Linked DNA regions of Ovis aries: region 1 is linked to region 2. Evidence: chromatin contacts called from public Hi-C data. All regions are on one chromosome and are shown on one strand. The core of a region is the stretch at or near the end of the contact, and the rest is flanking DNA. Distances in the headings are between cores, read along the strand shown.

Evidence for each region. Hi-C and Micro-C count contacts between places; a contact is called where the count stands out from the background.
Region 1: a Hi-C map of skin fibroblasts shows a contact between it and region 2, with 2.1 times the contacts expected there. The contact joins the enhancer-like site here to the promoter of ARAP1 in region 2. A contact is called at or near these places in 5 of 16 Hi-C or Micro-C datasets (hypothalamus, liver, muscle and 2 more).

The regions. Positions count from the first base shown.
Region 1 is chr15:51,060,255-51,064,951 of ARS-UI_Ramb_v3.0, forward strand. It overlaps STARD10 (StAR related lipid transfer domain containing 10), which reads right to left. Exons shown (of 9, transcript XM_042233206.1): 2 at 1,796-4,257. The coding sequence starts at 1,899. Among named protein-coding and RNA genes, the nearest start is that of STARD10, 14 kb to the right of the region's middle. Within about 2 kb of position 2,982, at least 50 of the 54 cell types and tissues checked have an H3K27ac peak or open chromatin away from gene starts, as enhancers often do. A contact at or near this core is called in hypothalamus and liver, where this site is marked.
Region 2 is chr15:51,024,349-51,029,238 of ARS-UI_Ramb_v3.0, forward strand. ARAP1 (ArfGAP with RhoGAP domain, ankyrin repeat and PH domain 1) reads right to left here and starts at 2,775. Exons shown (of 34, transcript XM_042233196.2): 1 at 2,650-2,775. STARD10 (StAR related lipid transfer domain containing 10) reads right to left here. Exons shown (of 9, transcript XM_042233206.1): 9 at 4,482-4,890. The coding sequence ends at 4,657.

The DNA.
Region 1 (4,697 bases), core at 1,732-4,231, 36 kb after region 2:
CACACACCACTGAGAGCTCCCCAGTCCACCCATCCCAGCTCGGCTCTGGACTGCTGACCAGGTCCTGTACTCCCCTTCCCTTCTATGCCCCAACCCACAACCCACCCAGGTGTCCACATCTGGCTCCAAGTGTGCCTGCAGTGGCAGAGGGAAAAGAGAAATGGAGCCAAGGCCTGCCCCCTCCCAACCAGCTGCCAGGCAGAGCCCTGGCCAAACACCAGGACACCTGAGTTCTGGCCTAGACTCACCCCCACCTTACTGTGGGGCTCTGGGTGAGCTCAGCGGTCATCTCTTTCCTTCTCTATAAACAAGGGGTTTGAACCAGACCTCCACTAGGGTGGCCTGGACCAGAGCTGAAAGTACCAATGGACCAGACCACCACCTTCAAACAGGGTGAGCTGGGGATAGGGTATCTGATATTGGGCCCTGTCTTCCACCCAGGCGCCCCTCTACCCCCAGCTCCTGATCTGTTCAGGGGACACACACAGGTCAAGACCCTGCTGTCAGCCTTTTGGGACTTCTGCCCTGCAGGGAGGAAGAGTCATGGTTCTGGTCTCACTGCCCAGGGCTGTACTGTGCAGCTGTACTGGGCAAGAATCACCTTAACTCTGGACCCAGGTCGTCGGGAACATGCATCACATGTGTGTGGAGGTGTAAATGCTCCCTGCCAGGTTCCCAGTGCCAGAGGGAGAAATGGGGATGCAAGTGTCCCCCCACCCCTCAACTTTCACAAACACAGGCTGCCTGGCTGCAGAGTGCAGGTATCTGGAAGGCAAATAGACGAGAGGTGGTGGCATCTCCGCTCCTGCCGGACTCTGGGAGAACCCTATCTCCAGCTGGCCTCCACCTGTGTTCATGAGTAACAAAGAGCGACTAATAGTTACTGAGCGGGTACCATGGGCCTAGTGCTGTTATATGCACTTAACAGTTCTTAACTCATTTAATTCATAGTTACACCTCAGAGAGCCCTGGATACGGCTTACCACTCCCACTCTAGAGACAGTGAGGCTCAGAGTAGGGTAGTGACTCACCAAGGATCACAGCATTAAGTCACTGGGAGGGCAAGTTAAAAGCTGAGTCTGACTGCAATCCTGGATTCTGTTTGTACCCTAAGGTAGCTCTTCTCAGCGTATACATTAGATACTCAATAAATGTTTGATGAAGATGTTTGATCACTGCCATGTCATGGAAAGATCCCTATCCTAGTCCAGTTTTACGCCAGCTCCTTGTGAATCCTGCAGAGAGTCTTTTCTTCCGTTAGCCTCAGTTTCCCCTGCTGAAAACAGAGACAAGTGAAGGCCCAGAGAATCAGACAGTTAGAGGTGGGGAAGATCTTGAACTTCTATTTCTACAAACACCTTCCTTTCATGACTTGCCTGAAGAGGCCCTATTTGCAACCAGACCTTAGCGGCTCCAAGCCCCTCCCACACCTATGTCCAGAACTTCTTAGAGCACTCGAGAGAGACAGCTGGGCACAGCCCCGCTCCAAGGGACAGAGAGGTCAGTATCTTGGTTGGTGGTATGGTTTGCCCACAATGCCACCTGACAGCTCCACCTGGTTGGGCGAGTGGCCCCTAAAGCCTCTCAGCTCAACCTGCATCACCTCCTCTCCTTAGCATCCAAGCCAGCACAGGCACCCCCTCCAGCTGTCACGGGCAGCTGTCAGAGCCCTAGATGGAATCATCTGAGCACCCAATTCCTCTTGGGTTCAGAAATAGAGACCACCCTTTTCCATTCAGGGTCGGTCCCCTTAACATTAGCCCCTCATCTGTCACATCTGATCTCCTTCCCTTACCTGGGCCACTCTTCTGAGAGTAGGATCTGTACAGCTTCTGCCACACTGTCCTCTGTCTCCAGGATTCTCCAGCTCCTCCTTAATTTCTTGCCTTTGGTAGTCATCTCAACAGAGCAGGGTCTTCCTCCACTAGGCCCAGCAGGTAGGAGAAGGATTAGGAATAGGGGCTTCTCTGGACTCTGGGCACAGTCTGCCTCTCTAAGCCTGTATGCAACAAAGACAACTAATTCTGGAGGTGCAAGGAAGGGCTCTAAGCCCAAACGCTGGCAGCCTAGGTTTTAGCCCTTGCTCACAGACTGCTGAGACCTGGAGCAAGCTCCTGCCCCTGTAGGGGCCCTCAGTTTTGCAATTTGTAGTATGATGAAATAGTTCCTCAATGTGCAATCACCGATTATAATAATCTTCTGTCCTTATAGATTGCTCGGCAACTTAGTTTATTTTTTGCGTCTTATTTGATCCTTCCAATATCCTATTTCCATTTACAAATCAGAAAGCTTAGGGGAACAGAACTACCAGCAACTCAGCAACTCAGAGACAGAGTCTAGAGTCCTTGTATCCTGAACCATCGTTGGTCCCTCACACGCAAAGATGCTAGGACTCTCCCTATCACTTTCTCTGACCCGCTGTCCCACTGGTAAAATGAGTGCCCCAAAGATCAGATTAACAGACTCAGTGAAGGGAGCTGTGCTTAGCAAACCATTTAAAAACAAAAAATAAGGGCAGAAAAATAACGGGACCGTTACGTTACTGTTCATTACTGTTATCTTTGCTAAGGCGCCCCCGCGTGTCCGTCTCCAGGCGCTCCGTTCGCGCAGGCGCTCTTTGGTGTTTACAGAAGCCCTGAGGCCCGGCATTTACGCGTGCGCTTCCCGTCAGGGATCGCCCCACCGACCGCCGTCGGACGCTGCTTTCAAGTCCCCTAGTGGTTGTGGCTGGAGTTTAACTACGGTTCCCTGGGGCCCGGTCGGCTCCGCCTTGGGTTGAGGCGTCTCTACAACTCCGGAGCGGCGGAGACCTTAGCAGTGGCAGGGAGAGGCACAGCGCGGTCCCTCCAGACTCCTGCATCTCAAGTCACCGTTGCACTAAGACTCCAGTGCCAACTTGCGGGCCCCTCACGGCACACTTGGCGGCCGCGGTGAATTGGACCGGAACTGACCACGCACTGCCTCATGGGAGCCTTAGTTCGTGGCTAGAACCTTTCCGGAGTTTGAACGCTGTTTAAACTACATTTCCCAGAAGTCCAAGAGGCCAGCGTCGCAGAAGACGGGCCCGGGGCTTGTTGGGAGATGGAGTGTGGCGATGGTAGTGAGTTTGTGTACGAAGGGAAACGTGAAGAAGCGGTGGAGCCTCCGGCTTTTAGCCTTGGTTGTGGTCCAAGCTACAGTTACACGGTAGCTGTCAAACGAAGAGAGTAGCGCTGTTGGGCTGAGTGTTGGGCTGAGACTACACTCCCACGGGTCACCATCGCCTGTGACTCTCATTTCTCTTAACTGCTTGTAACGATGGAAATATTCTACAGCTGCACTGTCCAATAAGGTAGAGACTAGCCTGTGGCTACTGAACATTTGACATGAGGTTAAGTGCCATGAAGGAAGAAAAATATTTATTTGAATTTATTTAAAAATTAAATCCAATTAATTACTTTTCAGTTCAATTTAAAGAGCCACTTATGGGCTCAGTTCAGTTCAGTCGCTCAGTCGCTTCCGACTCTTTGCAACCCCATGGACTGCAGCCTGCCATGCTTCCTTGTTCATCACCAATTCCCGGAGCCTACTTAAACTCATGTCCATTGAGTCCGTGATGCCATCCAACCATCTCATCCTCTATCGTCCTCTTCTCTTCCTGCCTTCAATCTTTCCCAGCATCAGGGTCTTTTCCAGTGAGTCAGTTCTTCTCATCAGGTGGCCAAACTATTGGAGTTTCAGCTATGGCTAGTGGCCACCTTATTCCACAGCGCACAGTGTACTAGACCTCCTCGTGTTCATAATCAACAATCATCTTCCTGGTTTGTGAGACCTAAGACTTTAGTTTCCTTTCTACGGTCGACTGAAAAAAAGTACACCACGTAAAAGTTGAGAACTACATTTTATTTGCAGCCTTGCTGTTGCTGCTGCTGCTGCTAAGTCACTTCAGTCGTGTCCGACTCTGTGCAGCCGCATAGACAGCAGCCCACCAGGCTCCCCCGTCCCTGGGATTCTCCAGGCAAGAACACTGGAGTGGGTTGCCATTTCCTTCTCCAATGCATGAAAGTGAAAAGTGAAAGTGAAGTCGTGTCCCACTCTTCATGACCCCATGGACTGCAGCCTACCAGGCTCCTTCGCCCATGGGATTTTCCAGGCAAGAGTACTGGAGTGGGTTGCCATTGCCTTCTCCTGACTGAGGACTATAATCTGGGTTGGCAGCCTCTTAGATAGCTCTGAAGGACTGTTCAAAAGAGGTAAGGGAGGAGCAAGGAATTTTTCCTGAAAAAAAAAAAAGTGTAGTGAACATCCAAAGATTATTACTATTCATACACAAGAAACCAGACGTCAAAAATTGACTTTTAGTGCCCTTTTATGTATGGGAAGATGCAAGAGTCTAGGCTCACTGAAATTATTCCTTTGGGGTGGTTTTGAACTGTGGTGTTCGAGAAGACTCTTGACAATCCCTTCGACAGCAAGGAGATCCCACCAGTCCATCCTAAAGGAAATAATTCCTGAATATTCATCGGAAGGACTGATGCTGAAGCTGAAACTCCAATACTTTGGCCACCTGATACGAAGAGCTGACTCATGGGAAAAGACCCTAATGCTGGGAAAGATTGAGGGCAGGAGAAGGGGACGACAGAGGATGAGATGGTTGGATGGCATCACCGATTCAATGGACATGGATTTGGGTGGACTCCGGGAGTTGGTGATGGACA
Region 2 (4,890 bases), core at 1,525-4,024:
TACTTGACTTCTAAGCTTGTTGGGAGGACGAAACTAGTTAACATATGTAATAGTGCCCACAGAGGTGCTGTGTGCTTTTGCCGAGGTCATTCTCTCTGACGCTATTACTCAGCTCTCTCTGAGGCTCGTTCTTCCCCTATGTTACTAGAAGATGACCCTTGTCTCACGGGATGATATCAAGTTAAATATAGTAACAAATTTGCGGTGTCAGGCACACAGCAGGTATTCAAATCAAGTAGAGCTCTCTCCATTTCCCTTTCCTCTCCCCAAGAGGGCCCAGACGAGAAGTCGGGTCACTTCGGACCCCCTGCCTCCAGCCCCGCCTCAGCCCAGGGCTTGCTGTGTTATCCTGGTCTGACCTCTGGTCCCTGACCTCAGTCTCCTTATCTATGAAAAAAGCTTCTGGGCCAAGTGACTGCTGACTGTCCATGGCCTCCTTCCTACCTCCATTCCGTCCTTCCTTCTCCATTTCCAATTCATGTCCTACTGCACCCACTCCTTCAGTAACAGAACCATGGGAACCCTAAAGTGGGGTGGAGGGGACAGCTGGTGGGCAAGAGGTACCCGCCTGCAAGCAGCCCAGTACCCACCCCAGGTCCCCAAGGGTTAAGATCCAGAGTGAAGGGCGGGGGGCCAGGGTCAGTGCTGGACAGACGGGCCTGCAGCCCAGGGCCTGCCTCCCCTCCCCCTATCCTAGGAACAGAGGCCACTTGTTTGAGCATCAGCTGGCTGGCTTTGAGCTCAGCCAAAGGAAGAGTGGGGTGGGGAAGGGAGAGGGCCCCTGGAGAGTGGAGGGGACTCCCTTCTCTCCTAGGGCTTTGACTTAGCTAGTCCACACCTAGCCTCTTGGACTCTCAGAGGCCCCTTACCCCTCTGAAGTGACTCGTTCCCCTCAGGTTCTCCCTGGGGGTGAGTGTTCTCCTTGTGGGTCAGTGAGTGTTCTCCCAAACACCCCTGGTGGAGATGGGGGTGGATTTAGACTCAGAGAGGCTCAAATCTTGCTCCAGCAGCCTCTCTCTTTGGATCTCGGGACCAGGTCTTATTACTCAACCCTGTAGATGGGGAAATGGAGAAGTTTGGGAATGTGCAGAGACACAGAGAGTTTGGTGGCTGCACAGAGACTGTCCCAGGTCCCAGTCAGTTCCAAGGAGCTCCAGGAGGTCTGATGGGGAGAAAACTTCCCCAGGAGGGATGGGGGCGGAGGCAGGCGGGTAGTGGGGAAGACAAGCAACCTGCACAAACAGCCGAAGCTTGACACGTGGAAAGGCATGACTGGAGTCCGAGAAACGGCGGGGGTGAGGCTAGGGTTGACTGGGGAGGCCTGAATGCCCCAACGAAGCCTGGGAGAAATCTGTTCACTTCCACTTCACAGTTGTTAAGACTCTTGCCTGGGACCACCCCTCCTGCCCTACTCCAGTGAGCAAGCAGCAAACAGGGAGAGGGGATCCCCAAGGCAGGGTCTGAACCATCCTCAGCCAACCATGGGACTGGGGGACTGGTTCTCTCTACACCCTACCTCTGCCACCCATTCCAGCCACTTCCATCTCCTTGTCATTCCTCAAACACACCGCTCAAGTTCCTGCCTTTGCATAAGCTTAGCCTTCCTCTGAGAGTCCTTATCCTTGTGAATTACCACTTAACTGTCAAGGCCAATTCCAATCATCTCCTCCTCCCTGAGCCTCCAAGAGTCTCAGTGTCTGATTCCACCCCAGTACCTGTCTGCACCTGTATTCGGACTCTGCTGGGCTCCTTCTACCCTGTAATGAGCTTGTTGGGAGGTCTCTCCCAGCCTAGACACACTGCTCTCTGAGCACAGGTATTCTGGGTGTCTCTGTCTGGACCTTACTGCACAGTCAAATCCTTCCCTGAGTACCTCCATACATCTGTCCAACCTATAGCACTCCCCCCACCAAGCCTGGGGATCAAAGCAGGCTCCCCGGGACAGGAGCCTTGGGGGAGTGGGGTGCATATACCAGATGCCGACCAGAGCTCACCAGCGCTAAAAATCAGCCCTGGAGATCTGGGACCAGACACCCACCACACACCCTCAGGCCGCATTCTGAGTTTGCTTCCTCCAGTCCCAATAACCCACTCCAGGCTTGACCCTGTTCAGTGAACACACACACCTTCTTTTTCCAGCAACTGGGGCAGGTAGGGGCTCTTGGGAGGCCATGCCCCCATTTACTGGTGGGGAATTGGGGCGGAAAGACCGGAAGTCGTCTGCCCAAGATCACTAGAGCCCCAGGTCCAGTGCATAAGGTCTTATGAACCAGCAGACCTGTAAGGGTCTCCGCAGTCAAAGAAGTGGGAGCCTTCATTTCACAGATGAAAAAATCAAGGCACCCGAAAGAGGGTTAGCTCTGGAACCTGGGAGGCTTCACGACAAAGGGCTAAGGGCTGGAAGCCCCTTTTCCCGCTGGTTCGCCCTCCTCCCTACCGTTTCTGGTCCGACCGCATATCCTCAGGAGGCGACTCCATCCCCGCCGCCAGTCAGTACAGAAGACGTGACCTAGTGAAACTCCCGCGGAAGTAGGTGCCGGGCGCAGAGTTGCCGCGCAGCCTCGGCGTTCCCTTCCGCGGAATGGGGAAACTCCGAGCCACACCTGGCCAAGGGGCGGCGGACGGGGAAGCCCCCGATGCCGCACTGACCTGTTCTGATCCAAGACTCCACGCGCGTAGCCGGGGCCCCGGCGCCACCAACGACACCGTCGTAGTCAACTCGCGGCCGCAGGCCGGGCGCGCCCACCCCGCCTGGCTCTTCCGCCCGCCCCACGTGACGCCCCGGGGAGGAGAGGGCGGGGAAGGGGACAAGGACCCGCCCCTTCCCGGCCACGCCCAGTCACGTTCCTGGAGTTCGCAGGCCTTGCGGACACGTTGATCTGTGCGTCTCCCCTGTCCATCTCGCTGCTCACAGATCCGTCTACGTCTCCTGAAGCTGAGGTCTGCCTCCACCACCCCTGCCCTCCTCCTGAGCCTCTCCGCTTTCTGCCACCCCTCTCCCTGGGAGGGACAAGTCACAAACCGCCCCACCCCCAGAGCGGTAAGGGGCAGTGGGAAACTGGAAAACGCAAGTTCCTGACCTCTTCCTCCAGGAAGTCCTTACCCACTTCATTCTTCGAGAATATCCTACTTCTGTCCCTGGGCCCACATCTCTCAGGAGCAGGGTGGTGGGGAAGATGCAAGTCAGAGTGTCCAAGGATCCCTTAGTTAAAGGCTGCAGCCTGAGATCCCGGCGGCCAGGCAGCTTCCCTGGCCTAGAGAATGGGAGATTTCCACTTATCCTACCAGCATACACAGCAGATGAGGGTCTGGGGTTTGACAGGCATTCCCAGGTCCTGTGTCCAGGGCTGAGATTGGGTGTCATTAATTTGAGCACCTACTACATGCCAAGCCCAGGGCTGGGCAACTGATTTCTTCTATCTCAATCTGCCTGAAGGTTAAAAACTATTACCCCAGTTTATAGATTAGGAAATGAGGCTCCAAAGAAGCTCCAGGGCTTGCCCAAAGTTACAAAGCCAGTATTGGGTAAACCAGCCAAGCGTTGGTGAGTTACAGAATCTCCTGCCTACCCCTACTGGATATTCACCCTGCCCTTCCTGGAAAAAGTGGACTCCAAGTGTTTTCCTGACAAGGCAAAGGTAGGTCGTTTCCCGGGAGCGTGGAGGGCCAGACCTTGGGGAGAACTTCTGGCCCCCAGTTCATATGGGGTACAGAAACACTGGAGAGGGGTGGGGCACAGCGCCCTCCTCCCGACCTGAAAGCAGAGGTAACCCTCAGGCAGCAGAGGGCACCTGTAGGCTACAGACAGCAGGAGAGGCCACGCACCCCTCTAGACTTCAAAGCTGCTGTGGGGAACACAGGACCAGGGGACTGGCGTCTTGGCAAGGGGTTGGAGGCCCCACCTTCTCTGTTAGCACAGGCCTGAGGTAGAAAGGACTCAGTTCACAGGGCCTGGTCCCTTCACTACACTGGAGTCTGACAACATTCCCCTCAACCCCCAAACTTCCTGCAGAGAATGCTGCCCCTACCTAAGCTCTGGGCCTACAGCCCTGTGGTCTGAGTGCCAAGGACCTCTGCCCCTCCTTCTGTCACAACGGGCACATGTCAGACCCTCAGTCCATAGGTTGGACCCAGGGAGTCTTGGGCTGCAGGTCCTACAATAGAAGCCCATTCTCTGACCCTGACCAGACTTGTTTCTTCTGTTAGAGCAGTGAAAGTTAGCCTAAGAACCTGAGTGAATAGCAGGATGCACACACAACAAGGACAGGTGGATGAATGAAGAGTCAACTAATGAATGAACACACCACGGACAGGAGGGTTGACAACTACCCCCGCTTCACATGGGGAAATGAGGGGATGTCTAAAGGAGCAAAAGCCCGTGATGGGTAATAAAATTAACAAAATGAACTGTAGAACAAAGGGACCGAGGGCGGTGCCCGTGCCCCCGAGCAAGTGGGAAGGAGGCACAGTGATGAGCCAGATGAGGCTGTGGGATCATTTATTGGGGCTGTGTCCAGCCAGGCCGCAGCGCCAGCCTGGGCCCGAGCCCAGCGTCCCCAGGAGGCGCAGGAGGTGGGGGAGGGGAGAAAGCGGGGGAGGATCCGCCGCCTCTGGGCTCCGCCCCGTAGTATCGCCGTCCCTGCCGTGGTGCCGCGCTCAGGTGAGCGAGGTGTCGTCATCGCTGCCCTCGCCACCACCTGCGCTGCCTGTGCGATCCTCCCGGCTCTCTGCCACCGCGCTCTCGTCGATGTTCTCCAGCGAGTCCGCATGTTGCACTGACAGCTCCGACAGCGCCAGGCTCGGCAACGAGCTCTGCTCCGGGTGTAGCCACGGTTTGAAGTGTGGTTGATGCTTCTGCTTCCACTCAGGGTATTTGACGCAGGCTTTGTA